Regions from separate parts of the Mus musculus genome. Here region 2 is linked to region 1. The links are chromatin contacts, called in public Hi-C maps. All regions are on one chromosome and are shown on one strand. The core of a region is the stretch at or near the end of the contact, and the rest is flanking DNA. Distances in the headings are between cores, read along the strand shown. Region 1 overlaps Banp (BTG3 associated nuclear protein). Region 2 overlaps Zfp469 (zinc finger protein 469).

Region 1 (6,157 bases), core at 2,130-4,629:
AGCTGTCCAGGCAACGACCCACAGGGAGGAAGCTTAACAGGCAGCAGTGGCTCCCATCAAAGCTCAGATCTGTGGGCAGTGACTATCCAAGACCGAGGTCAGCCCCCAGGGGCCTTCTCAAGATAGCTACAGGTTTGCTGGCCTCAAGAAGTCCCCATGACCTCAAAAAGGTCACTGTTTAGCGCCTTCAATGCACCCAAGAAAACTCCAGCCTCTACTGTACTGACTGTGAGGACTGAAATCCCTCTGACCTGACAAGAAGTACTGCATCAACATGCTTGTCCCACCCACAGCCCAATTCTGGAGCCCTGCCCTGCCAGATCCCCTTGCAAGAGGTCCTAGATTCTCTGACCCTGCTTTGACTTCCCACCCACGCTCCACCCAAACAATTTTATCAGACCACAACAACCCTCCTTAGACCACTCTCCTTGACCATTCGCACAGCTACAAGTCAGGAATGGGCGGCAGCAGTGAGTCACCCACCTCCAGTGATTCTATGGCTTCACCGGAGAAGACATCACCATCAGCTTAAACAATCTGCCAGGCTCCCAGAGCTGACTCTCAACGAGACCCATCAGAACCAAAGCCACAGTGCAGTGAACACCTAGAGGCCCTGGCTCAGCCTCATCCCTCACTTTCCCACAGCTACAACCAGTGACTGCAGATCAGATCCAACTCTAATGGAAGGTCACATAAAGGACAGGTAGCGATCACAAGAAGACACACTGGCCGGAAGACAAGGGAGACAACAACCTATGTGTCTGGGTGCTGCAGCCTGAGGCTGAACTCAGAGCGCTCGGCCAGACTCCAAGGAGCCCGAAATCAGTTCTGATTGGAACCTACACTTACAAACCAAGGTAAAGCACAGCTGTGGGAACCCAGACAAAGACCTTCTAAGTCATGCTTTAAAGGATCCTGCTAAAGTTTATATTTCACTATCCAGGGAATCCCCTGCCTACTCCCTCTACTGACCAGAGATACTGAGTACTGAGTGCTGTATACAGAGTCCAGAGATACTGAGTGCTGAGTACAAAGTCCAGAAATACTGAGTGCTGTGTACAGAATCCAGAGATACTGAGTGCTGTGTACAGAGTACAGAGATACTGAGTACTGTGTACAGAATCCAGAGATACTGAGTGCTGTGTACAGAGTACAGAGATACTGAGTACTGTGTACAGAATCCAGAGATACTGAGTGCTGTGTACAGAGTACAGAGATACTGAGTACTGTGTACAGAATCCAGAGATACTGAGTGCTGTGTACAGAGTACAGAGATACTGAGTACTGGCCATTGCAGCAAAGGCCTGGAAACCTGAAGTGGGACAACAACTGGCAGACAGCAGTGACCCTTAGGGCTAGAATGGCCAAGAGCAAGCAGAGCCCCTCTAGAGCTGGCTAGAGCATACAAGGAGCAGAGGTGGAGAGCACGTAGCCCACCCACTCCCACACCACTCACTGAGAACAACCACTGAAGCTGCAAACGTTCCCATTACCCAATGGCCCCTTCTGACCACACTTGTCCACAGCAGCTATCTACACCGGGAGTAGCTGTGCACCTGACAGCCCAAGCTCAGATGGCTCTAACCTCATTAACCCTGAATCTCTGGTGCCCAAGTCCTCCTGTGGCAGACAGCCTCCCTCTGGGGACACAGCTGCCCCTGTCACCCTGCTGCAGCCTTGATGCAGCAAGCCCCACCACCTTCCCACATAGATGTCTTCCCAAGCTTTTACAACTGAGGACAGCGTCCTAATCAACACCTTCCCCATACATCTCCAGCCAGTGCCTGCAGTCAGTCTTCAGGAAAACAGCCCAGCATTCCCACGAAGATGCTGGAAGACCTGAGACCAGCGCAGCTAAAGAATCCAAGACCAACAGGCACAATCCTCTTGTGGACCTAGGAAGAGGAGAGGTGACAGAGCTGACTGTCCCAGCACAGGTCTGGGCTCTTTAGCTCCACTGAGGACATCAAGGTAAGTGGAGCATTTGTGCCTTTTGCACCATAAGTGAAGCCATTCTGAGTCAGGTGACTGAACAGACAGATGACAAAATGAAGGCAGAATCTCCGCAAGTGGAAAGCTAGGACAACCAGCTAACGGCCCAGCAGGAAGCAGCTCTTCTTGAGCGCTTGCTGCACATGGCCATCCGAAGGCAAGCTGCCACTGGGAGAGAAGGGGGCAGCAGTGAGTGCCCTTTGATATTCGGTCCCAGATACAGTGACACTGGGAAGCAGGGGACAGAAACAAAATATGCACAAAGAATTAAAGATGGACAAGTTACTTCTCAGTGTGACAAGTGACCAACATGGCAGCTTCTTGTAGGGAGGCTGCTTGGAGCTGAGCGGGCAGCAGGGACAGGCTTCTGAGACACTGGAGGCAGGGGCAGAACCAGAGGTGTCACTACCTGGAGCTGAGGCAATGGCTCTTTCACAGCCTCACTGTCCATGACTGGATGTCTGTGGCCATGCCATGAGCTGCCATGCTTGGAATTTGACCTTGGGATCTCTGCCCTCATGTTAAGTGGTCAGGGACAAGGAAAAGCCCACTGTGTTTATTTCCCACTCCAGGTGGAACTCTCTTCACAACACAAACAGTGGGGACCTGAGGAGGGTTTCACTTTCCTCAGCCACAGAAAGGTACAGCCTGCCCATGGGGAACACCGACAACCAAAGCCAAACCACATCCTCAAAGGCAGAGAGGGGAGCCAACTGCAAGCCTGGCCGGGCCTCTGCTGTCCCAGCTGACAGCAAGAGACCTCCAAGAGAACCAACCTCTGCTACTTGTTCCTAACTGCTCAAGCTCTGCAGAAATGCCTGGGACTTCTTTTCTTCTCTTTCCAAGGCGGGAGCACGAGGAAGCCGCATGGGTCTTCCAGCACAGGCAGTGCTAGTTTTGGAAAACAAGGAGCGGAACCTCCTGTGTGGTGAGTGAGTTCTGTGTGTCTTCACAGTGAAAGCCACATTGCACTAACAGAAGCCTGTCCTGACTACTCAGAACTCAGAACTAAAACCAATCTTCACAAAAACTCCTTAAAGGCCACACAGTGCAAACAAACCCCCACTGCCAGCACCAGCTTCCCTCCCTGCCAGTGGCACATCCTGCTGGGGACCCATTGCCTGGGGCACTTTAGTAAGCACATGAGTCCTCCGAGTATATACAACAGAGACCTGCTCTCCTCTCTCGGGAGAACAGGAAGTGCTTAAATTTAACCAAGCCTACCTCGTCCGTCAGATTTTCAGGGAGCATTGCAGAAACTAGGGGGGAGTTTCTTCTCCAGTGCAAAACCCAATGTGAGCGCCCAGGAAGGACAAGCGCAGGACAGAGCCCTGCTGTACACATCCCGGACAGCCCAGCTCAGCTCCGCTCCCTCGCTGGAGGCAACCCCACCCCACCCGACAGCAGTGCCCCGTGCTGAGGAGTACAGCCTGTATGCAGGCCACAGTGAGAAGGAGTGCGTGGGAAGGGTGAGCACTTACCTGGCCATCCTGACCCACATGATGGATCTGCAGATTGCCCTGTACAGTGCAAAAAGGGAACAGTGAGAACTTCCCTACACGATTCAGAAATAACCAGGAAACCACTAAGTATAAAAATTCAACCCCTTTTAGCAATAAAACCCACAGAAGCAAAACAAGTAGTATAAGCTGAATCTCTAGCTTTTTCTCTTATATTAAAATCATAAAACGTTAAACCCACGAATGATCAACTCTGACCCATGAATGAGGACACCTTTTTTTTTCTTTTAAACAACTGTAGATTCACAAGGTGTGTGCACAGTAGCCCAGATGGCCCATAGCAGAGCCGTGTCCCCATAGCAAGAATATATTATCAGAGCACTGTCTGCTTGAGTCATAATAGCTAGGGAGCTGCTCCCGCTGCTGGGACCAGAGGACCCTCTGAGTGTGCAGTGCCTCTCCACAGAGCTCATTGCACACCATCGTCAACTGTAAAGGACACCAGAAAAGCGTCCCAGTCATCCCCCACCCCACCCCCGCACCAGGCAGTCTCTCCTAGAGAGCATCCCAGGCTCTGCCAGAATGCCACTGGTTCCACACAGAGTGCAGGACTGTATGGCCCTGGGACCATGACAGGACCCCTGACTCACCTCGCTGTCCTGTGTGATCTGCACCTGCTCCCCTTGAGGCACCTGGGCAATGTGGAGGTGGCCCTGTGGGATCCACAACAAGAGAAGACACCAAGAAGCATCAGAGGAAAACAAACTGAAGGGAACAGCAAGAGCCCTCTGCCACCTCCCTGCCTGGCTGCTTCCGGCACCTCAGAAACTGCTGGGGAGCAAGGAGCTTTGGTTCCACAGCCTGGGCGGCGGTGAGAAGTGTGCACACACTGAGCTCCGGCTACAGCCTCCACAATGGTAAATCATGTAACTGCTCATCACAGGATTTACCAACTGTGCAGCTACGGGTGGCAGATGGGAGGAGTTAGTTGTGCACTGCACTCAAGTGGGCAGATGGTAAACTCACATTTAAACAACTCACGGGGGCCAGGGAGAGGGGAGGGAATAGGGGGAGTTCGAAGGGGAGACCTGGAAATGGGAAGACATTTGAAATGTAAATAAAGAAAATAGCCAATAAGAAAGAAAGGAAGGAAGGAAGGAAGGAAGGAAGGAAGGAAGGAAGGAAGGAAGGAAGCTAGCTCGCTCACGGAAACAACTGACAAATGTGTCTGCACAGAAGCCTGAGGCTCCGACTCCTATCAAAATCCAATCTGGGGCAGGAGAGATTAAGAACACTTGTTCTTGTAGAAGCCCTGAGCTCAATTCCCAGCACCCACGTTGGGCAGCTCACAATACCCCACATAACTCCAGCTCCGGAAGATCTAAAGCCCTCTTCTGGCCTCTGTGAACACATGCATTCACATGCACAAACCCTATACACTACTAAAAATAAAAATAAATCTTTTTATTTTTTAAATCCTTTTTTTTTTAACATAACCTTTAAGTTGCTTTTTTTTAAAGATTTATTTATTTATTATATGTAAGTACACTGTAGCTATCTTCAGACACTCCAGAAGAGGGCGTCAGATCTTGTTACAGATGGTTGTGAGCCACCATGTGGTTGCTGGGATTTGAACTCCGGACCTTCGGAAGAGCAGTCGGGTGCTCTTACCCACTGAGCCATCTCACCAGCCCCTATTTTTTAAATCCTATCTTGGCCCAAACAGATCTTATAGCAAAGAGCCTATTCCAGGGGCGGGGCCGGGCCGCTTCCGCTTCACCGCTCAGCTTCACCGCTCACGGGAACCTGTGCCAAGGCGGCCCATGGCTTGCTCTCAGAGCTGCCCCTAGCCAGATGAATACCTGCTGGGGTCGAGTCAGTCACACAATCAACAAGCCCAAGAGAGCCACCACTCAGAGTCGCTCTGTTGCCTTTAAAACAGCCCCACAGCACGGTGGACTAAAAGCTCCAGCTCCCCAGTGCCGCCCCCAAGTCCCGCTCTTGAGCAGCTTCTGAGGTGCGGCTTCCCGCTGTCTGCTCAGAGGGTGCAAGACTGCTTGGCCTCTGCACTGTCTACGCCTCAGAACACAGCACCCCCCCCCCCCCGCCATGGAGTAACGGGATACGTACTACTTGCACCTGTCCATCCTCCCCAATCTGGTGGATCTGGACCTGCTGGGCGTTGGCCAGGGCGTAGTGTAGGGCCTGTGGCTGTGACTGCTGTAGCTCACTGGTGGGAGGAGGGGTTCCCATCATGGTCTCTGTGGAACACAGGACAAGTGTCAGAATCCCTCAGGTCCCACACACAGAGTGAATGACACCTGTCATCTTGGCACCTTCACGTCTTCCCCACCTCAATTTCTACAGAAGAGGAAAGGCACCTGGCTCCCAGTTTCAGGTGAGCGCATCTCTCCTCTGCAGAGTTGTCAACTGCAAGTCAGGGGAACTGAGATTTGTGACAGAGATTTAAGATTCAGTGACACCGTTGTGACTAAGTGTTTCTCCTGCAAACACCTAGACAAACTGCTGAACTACTGCAGGGCTTGAGGTCTGTCCACAGAAATGACCCACAGGGCTCTGCTAGGACCAACCCTGCTCTAGAGTTGCACTATGTGGCATTTCTCCAAGACAAAATTAACTCAAAGATGCATCTGCAGCACAGTTTATTTCCTAAGTTTAATCAAAGTAAGGGACATTCGGTTTGA
Region 2 (5,908 bases), core at 1,408-3,907, 260 kb before region 1:
GCAGGCTTGTGCCAGTGCACAGACCAGACCCACAGCCCAGCCTGGGGGGTCCCTTCACTGCTGGGACCCTGGGCTGGAGCTCAACTGGGGAGACCGGTGGATGAGGCTCTCTCTTGAGTCCTGGGCTGCAGCCTCTCTGGCTAGGTCTCCCCACTCTAATCATCCCGTGGTTCAAAGAAGACCAGGGAGCCTGTATTCACATTACAGCACGGGAGTAGCACCAGAGCCTTTGGACCAGGCTTTCTGGGACCTAGAGTTGGAGCCCCATGGGGAAAGAAGGCACTAGGAAGGGGCCGTAGGGCTGAGGGACCCACAGGATGCTGGCCATGAAGGGCCTTCTTGCATTCCCTATAGGAACCCAGTTCCAGGGGTGGGGGGTGGGGTGGGGTGGGGACAAGGTGCTGCAGAGATCAGCAGTGCAGCTGGAGGCCAGCGCGATTTTGTGGTTGCGGGTGGGGGAGGGTGGTCCTGTCATGCTGTCAAAGACCAGGTGGCTCAGAAATGGCCCAAGTAGACAGCATGGCCCTCTCCCATGACACTTTGGAATTTTAACAATGGCAGCAGAAAAGGCAGCTGCCACTGTGTGCTTCCCTGCTAAGAGACGGGGAACCCTGTGCAAACCCTCAAACACAAGCTTTACAGCACGAGACACCTGGCCAACAGGGTGTGGTGGCGGTGATGGGATGCAACCTGCTCTCTTCAAGTACTTGACACTAGGGAAGCAGGTGATCCCTGGGCGGTAGAGACCGGTCCTTCCCAGCCTTCCAGCCAAAGCCCTGTTCTCAGGCCTCGAATCTGGAAACTCAGGTGCAGAGAAACAGGCAGTGGGTCTACCAGGGAGCTGTCTCCAATGCTGGAGGCCAGACAGAAGCCCATCAGCCGGGCACCCACGCATCCTCTCTTTTGGGTCACTGGGAACTGTCCTTCTTCAGAGGGATTCTGAAGCTGGTCAGCTTCTGCCCAAACAGCTGACTGAGGAGGTCGCTCTGGGCTTCTGCAGTCCGGCGGTCTCGGGGCTCCATAGGCGCAACACCACTGACATGGAGAGCTCTGACCCTTTTGTAGGGCCTGGACAGGGCTCTTGCCTGGGGCAAAGAGCCCTTTTCTGAAGTGTGGCCTGGATCCCCTTTCCGCTGTGCTGATGGCTGTGGCCTTGCCCTGCTGCTCTGGCCACTGGGTCTCGACTTGACAGGGGGAACTCGGCTGGGAGTTGCTTGCTTTCGGGGGGCCCTGGATGACTTGTCGGGGGCCAAGGGGGCTTTCCCAGTGTTTCCCACGCTTCCATGTCTGCCCAGTCCCAGGGCCTGGCCCTTCCTTTGTCTTCCATGGCTTTCTCTTTTCTCCCTGGGACTTGAATGCACTTGGACCCCCTGATGAACAGCGTCCCCAGGCCCTCTGGTGCTACCCTTGGTGTGGGCTCGAGGTGGGGGCTGGTCCGGGGTGGAGCTCGCCCAGCTAGGACAGCTGGGCTCAGTAGGGGTGGAGGCCATCTCACTTTGGAGCTGCCCACTGGTTGGCTGGGGCTGGCTGCCACCCCCTGTCTGAGTGCCAGGCTGGAGCCCTCCACTGCTCTGAGGGGTGCCTCGCAGTTTACCTTTAGAAGTGTTGGGCTTTACCCTGTCCTCAGGACTCAAGACCAGCTCTGCGGCTGGGATCCCCATCCCTCCTGGTTTTCGGGGTGGTGCTGGTGGCTTCAGTGCTTTTTTGGTGGGCTCTGCTGCTCTGTGATGGGAGGTACTTGAGTAGGCTCCTGGTTTGGTGGCATTGCCCTTCTGGGAGGGACCCTCTATTCTCCCCTCAGGTGCCATGTGGTGTGTGGTCACTAGCCTCTCCTGGAGCTGAGAGGGGTGCCCTGGGGAACACCCAGGGGCACACTTGTCTCCGTTGCCTGGACTCTTGTGTTTTCCTGGGAACAGGTGAAGGGCCCTCTTTTCCCCTACCAGAGCCTGCCATTTACATGGCTCAAGGCTTCCCAAGGAAGCCTCGTGTTCTGGTTTCTCCAGGGTTCTGTTCAGCTTGCAGCAGCCGCCTGTACCTTCAGCTGAGGCAGCTGAGAAAGGAGACAGAGACGGAGGTGGAAGATCCTGGCCACTCAGTGGTAGGTTGTTCCCCCTGGGTGAGTGGTCTGCCTGGTCCACAGGGTTCTCTTGAGAACTGGGCTGGTCCAGGATGAGGCTAGGCGCTAGGGGCAGTGCAGGAAGGGACACCTCACTTGGTGTAGGGCTGGTTGTGGAGGGGATTCTGTCAGTGCTGAGCTCAGGGGGACTGAAGGGCGCCATCAGCCTGTTCTGCTTGCTGGGTAGCACATCCTGGGAGACACGGGTCTTCCTCCTAGGAACCCCTGGCCGCTTAACACTCCGGAGTGTGAAGGGCTGCAGGTCGCAACTCAGGTGCTTGCCCATGTGCCTGTCGAATTGCTCCTTCTTTGCAAAGGTGTAGTTGCAGGAGCTGCAGACAAAGGACCTCCTGATGACGTGCATGACATTGGCGCAGAGCTCACAGGCATAGAGAGGCACGTGTGGGAGCTCCTTCTCCTCTGTCACCCCGTGGGTCAGGCCCAGGTGTACCTTCAGCTCCCAGGGCTCAGGGTAGACCTGCGGGCACCGGGGACACAGGTAGACGCGCTGTGGGCTGTGCACCGCCAGGTGGCGCTGCAGCTTGAAGGGCTTGGGGAACTGCTTCCCACAGTGGTGGCAGTCACGGGAGGGGTCCTTGCAGTCCTCGTGCACTGGTACAGCTTGGAGCGGGGACTCGCCGTGGGACCAAGGGTCTGGGGACGGGGCGGGGGGCGTCTTGGCAGAGTCAGAGCAGGTGGCAGAACTGCTGGTCAGAACGGATAGGCTGCCTCCTTCGGCGCCATCTTGGCTGGGGGTGACCGAGGCACGTGCCTTGCGCTTCATCCTTCTTGGGGTTTTCTTTCCAGCGTCTCCTTCCTGCTCTGATGGCTCCCTACTGTCTTTGCCGATCGAGCGCTTGGTCCTCTGGGGTTTGGATGCTCGCTCCACAATGGTGTTCAGGAAGTGCGTGAGGGCGCTTTCCCCTTCCAAGCACCCGGGCAGGTCTCCTAAGGCTCGCCGCGCCTGGCCATTTCGGGCAAAGCGGGCTGCGTGCTCCCGAAGGTGCTGGTTGTACATCCAGACATCAGCCACCTCCTTCAGGCACATGCCACAGGCCCACGGCCCTGCTTTGCCCTGCACGTGCTTCTCCCACAAGTGCTCCCGTAGAAGCTCCCGGGAACTGAATCTGCGCTCCACGCACAGGTAGCAAGTTGGGGGCGGCGAGGGGCTGTGCGACAGCTTATGGAGATCCAGCTCGCCCAGGCTATGGAACCGCTGGAAGCACACCCTGCACTTGTAGGAGGCCCTCTTGCCCTTCACCCGCAGGTCTCTGCCTTTGGCTCGTCTGGCCCGGGCAGTTCCCTCCATTCTTTTGTCTGGAGGGCCTTGTGAATTTGCTGTGACCTGGAAGTCTAGGGCGCCTGGGTTAGAGAGTTCAACAAGGTCACTACAGGGTCTCAGAAAGCACAGGTCTTGTATCTCCAGCTGGGTGCTGAGAGCCTCAAAGTCCTTAACGTAAAGTGGGGGCAGGCTGGCATTTCCAGGAGGCCTGTTGTCATGTTCCCTTTCTAGGTTAGGGGGTTCCGGGCTCATGTCTCCAACAGAAGAGGCTGTCTCACAGGCTGGGCTACAGTGTTCCAGGTCCCGCCAGGCTGCTGGGACCATGTGCAGCTGCGGGATGGGCTCTGACCATTCATCTTGGTTCTCCATCAAGCAGGAAGGCTTCTCCTCCACGCAGCTGGTTTGCCTGTCGGATTCCAGGGCCCACAGGCTGAGGCTGGGGGTCCATGGGTCAAGGCCAGGTGTCTTATTGCTTAGAAGGCCATCGAGGAGGAGGGACTCGGGCAAACTCATGACTTCATCATCCCACACATCCTCTTCCTCTCGGGACAGGCAGAGAGAGCCCGAGTCACTGAGATCGGTAGGCAGGCGCGTGGAGCCGAGTGAGACACTGTTTATCACCTCAGCGATGGGCTCCTTCGGTGATGGGCACTTTGGCCTTTGGCAGCGCTTCCCATAGACTCGTAGGTTCTTCTGAGTGAGGCGGCCATCCAGGGGGAAGAGCCGAGAGAAGGAGATGTCATCATCGAACAAGTCTGGAGGGTCCCTTTGCTCTGGGCTGGGGGCGCCATCCGACCCGTGGACTTCATTCTGGGTTTCCGGGTCTTTGATAGGTCCCTGGGGGTAGCTACTGATGGTGTTGTCCACTTCAGAACTGTGTGTCCTGTCAGGTAAGTCAGGTGTCCCTTTCCCAGTGCCCTCATCGGACCTGCCTTTGACTCCTGTGTGGTCCTCTGTAGGCTGGCTCTCAATAGCCCGTGAAGGTTCTCCACTAATGTCCGATGCCGTGGCCTCTTCTGGTCCCCAGAACCACTGTGTCCAGGTGGCCTTCTGTTCCACCGGATGCTCCTTCTCTATCGTCCCTTGACAGACCGGATGCTCTTGGGGGGCCTTCTGTGCTGGTACCTCCTCTGTACACAGGGCCCCTGGACCAACGTCTTCAGCATCTTCCAGTGCTCTGGGTCCTCCTGTGGAGGATGGAGGTGGAGGCCTGACAGCTGGCCTGCATCCTCCCTCAGGCGAGAGGCTCAGGGGGATGAGAGGATGGCCACAGGCGGTTGGTAGGTCTGAAGTCACGTGGGTAGTGCCTCCGGGACCATGCTTCTGCCTCCTTGCCCTCAGCTTTACCCCTTTCCTGTTAGGTTTCCTCTCTGGGTGGCTGGGGGAATCGGCAGGCTGTCCACCTTGCCTCTTGCCCCTCACTTCTGTCTGGTCAGGATGGAGCTGGTTTGTTCCCCATCTGTCTGCTCTCCTTGGTTTTGAGGCAGGAACCTCTGCACTCTCTCCTTGCTCACTGAGGCCTAGGGTGGGTGGGTGCTGGCTGAGGGGAGTGTCTAGTGTCCCAGCTCCCTCAGATTTCTCACTAGTCCTTTTTAGTATCTCAGGACCCATGGTGTCCTGGAGGGGAGGTGGTCCAGAAGAGCGGCCAGCCCCCAGGGCCGGGCGACTCGGTCTTCCCTTCTCAGACACCTTGTGGCTTTTCTTCCCAGGAGTCTGGCATGCTTTGGTCATGGGATCTGAAGGCTGGCAAGCAGGCACAGGCATGGGGCTCAGCAGGGATCTAGGTTCCCTTTGTGGCCGGTGCTTCCTGGCTTTGTGCCGGCTTAAGCCCGCTTTGGAGCGGAAGGAGGCTGAGCAGAGCTGGCAGGTCTCGGGTAGCTCAGCTGGGGTCTGCTCTGCATGCTCTGGCTTTTTGTTCAGTCCACGGGGCCTCCGTTTATGGTCTTGGGGGTCGGAGAAGTTCTTCTGGGGAGGGCGATGGGAGATACTGATGTGGTACTGAGGAGAGTCAGACCTGGAGTCGCTGGATGTGCCGCTCAGAGGAGTTTCTAGGGTCAAGTGGAGCCCTGTGGGCATGCCTCGGGCATTGGCTCTGGCTACCTTTGTCACATTGCAGTGTCTTGTCCCAGGTGTTTCTGGGTTGTCCTGTTCCTTGATGCTGACGTCTGCCCCATCTTCTTGGCAGATTTGAGAGTCTGGCCCTGTAGTCTCCAGTGTGGCAAGGTCTGTGGGCACAGCTATAATGCCGCGGCCTTCCCCGTGGCCAGGGCAAGGAGTGCTGCTCACAGGCCCTAAGGAAGGGCCCTTGGAGTATGTCCTTTCTGGGTTGCTGAGGGATGGGGCTCCCATGCAGTGGGGGGCTGGCACCTCAAGTGTCTCACCTGAATCTAGGCCATCTTTGGGGGCAATGCTGGTCAGAGGGGCAGCTTCGATGGTCATTTTAGGGGAGCTGGGATCCCCTAGGGGAGGAGCGGAGGAATGGGCAGGAGATAGCCTCAGCTCCTCTTTTC

Evidence for each region. Hi-C and Micro-C count contacts between places; a contact is called where the count stands out from the background.
Region 2: a Hi-C map of bone marrow-derived macrophages shows a contact between it and region 1, with 34 read pairs. The contact joins two enhancer-like sites. A contact is called at or near these places in 2 of 39 promoter capture datasets (cranial neural crest and liver), 1 of 15 datasets of contacts at CTCF or cohesin (pro-B cells), 5 of 484 Hi-C or Micro-C datasets (B cells, bone marrow-derived macrophages, cerebral cortex and 2 more), 7 of 115 datasets of contacts at active chromatin or transcription factors (bone marrow-derived macrophages, embryonic forebrain, embryonic midbrain and 3 more) and 2 of 9 other capture datasets (adipose tissue and embryonic stem cells).

The regions. Positions count from the first base shown.
Region 1 is chr8:122,005,108-122,011,264 of GRCm38.p6, reverse strand. Banp (BTG3 associated nuclear protein) reads right to left here. Exons shown (of 14, transcript NM_016812.4): 9 at 5,583-5,713; 10 at 4,103-4,174; 11 at 3,474-3,512. Among named protein-coding and RNA genes, the nearest start is that of Mir7237, 30 kb to the right of the region's middle. Within about 2 kb of position 3,379, at least 56 of the 459 cell types and tissues checked have an H3K27ac peak or open chromatin away from gene starts, as enhancers often do. A contact at or near this core is called in bone marrow-derived macrophages and cerebral cortex, where this site is marked.
Region 2 is chr8:122,266,365-122,272,272 of GRCm38.p6, reverse strand. It overlaps Zfp469 (zinc finger protein 469), which reads right to left. Exons shown (of 3, transcript NM_001362883.1): 3 at 1-5,908. The coding sequence ends at 909. Among named protein-coding and RNA genes, the nearest start is that of Zfpm1, 13 kb to the left of the region's middle. Within about 2 kb of position 2,657, at least 50 of the 459 cell types and tissues checked have an H3K27ac peak or open chromatin away from gene starts, as enhancers often do. A contact at or near this core is called in bone marrow-derived macrophages and cerebral cortex, where this site is marked.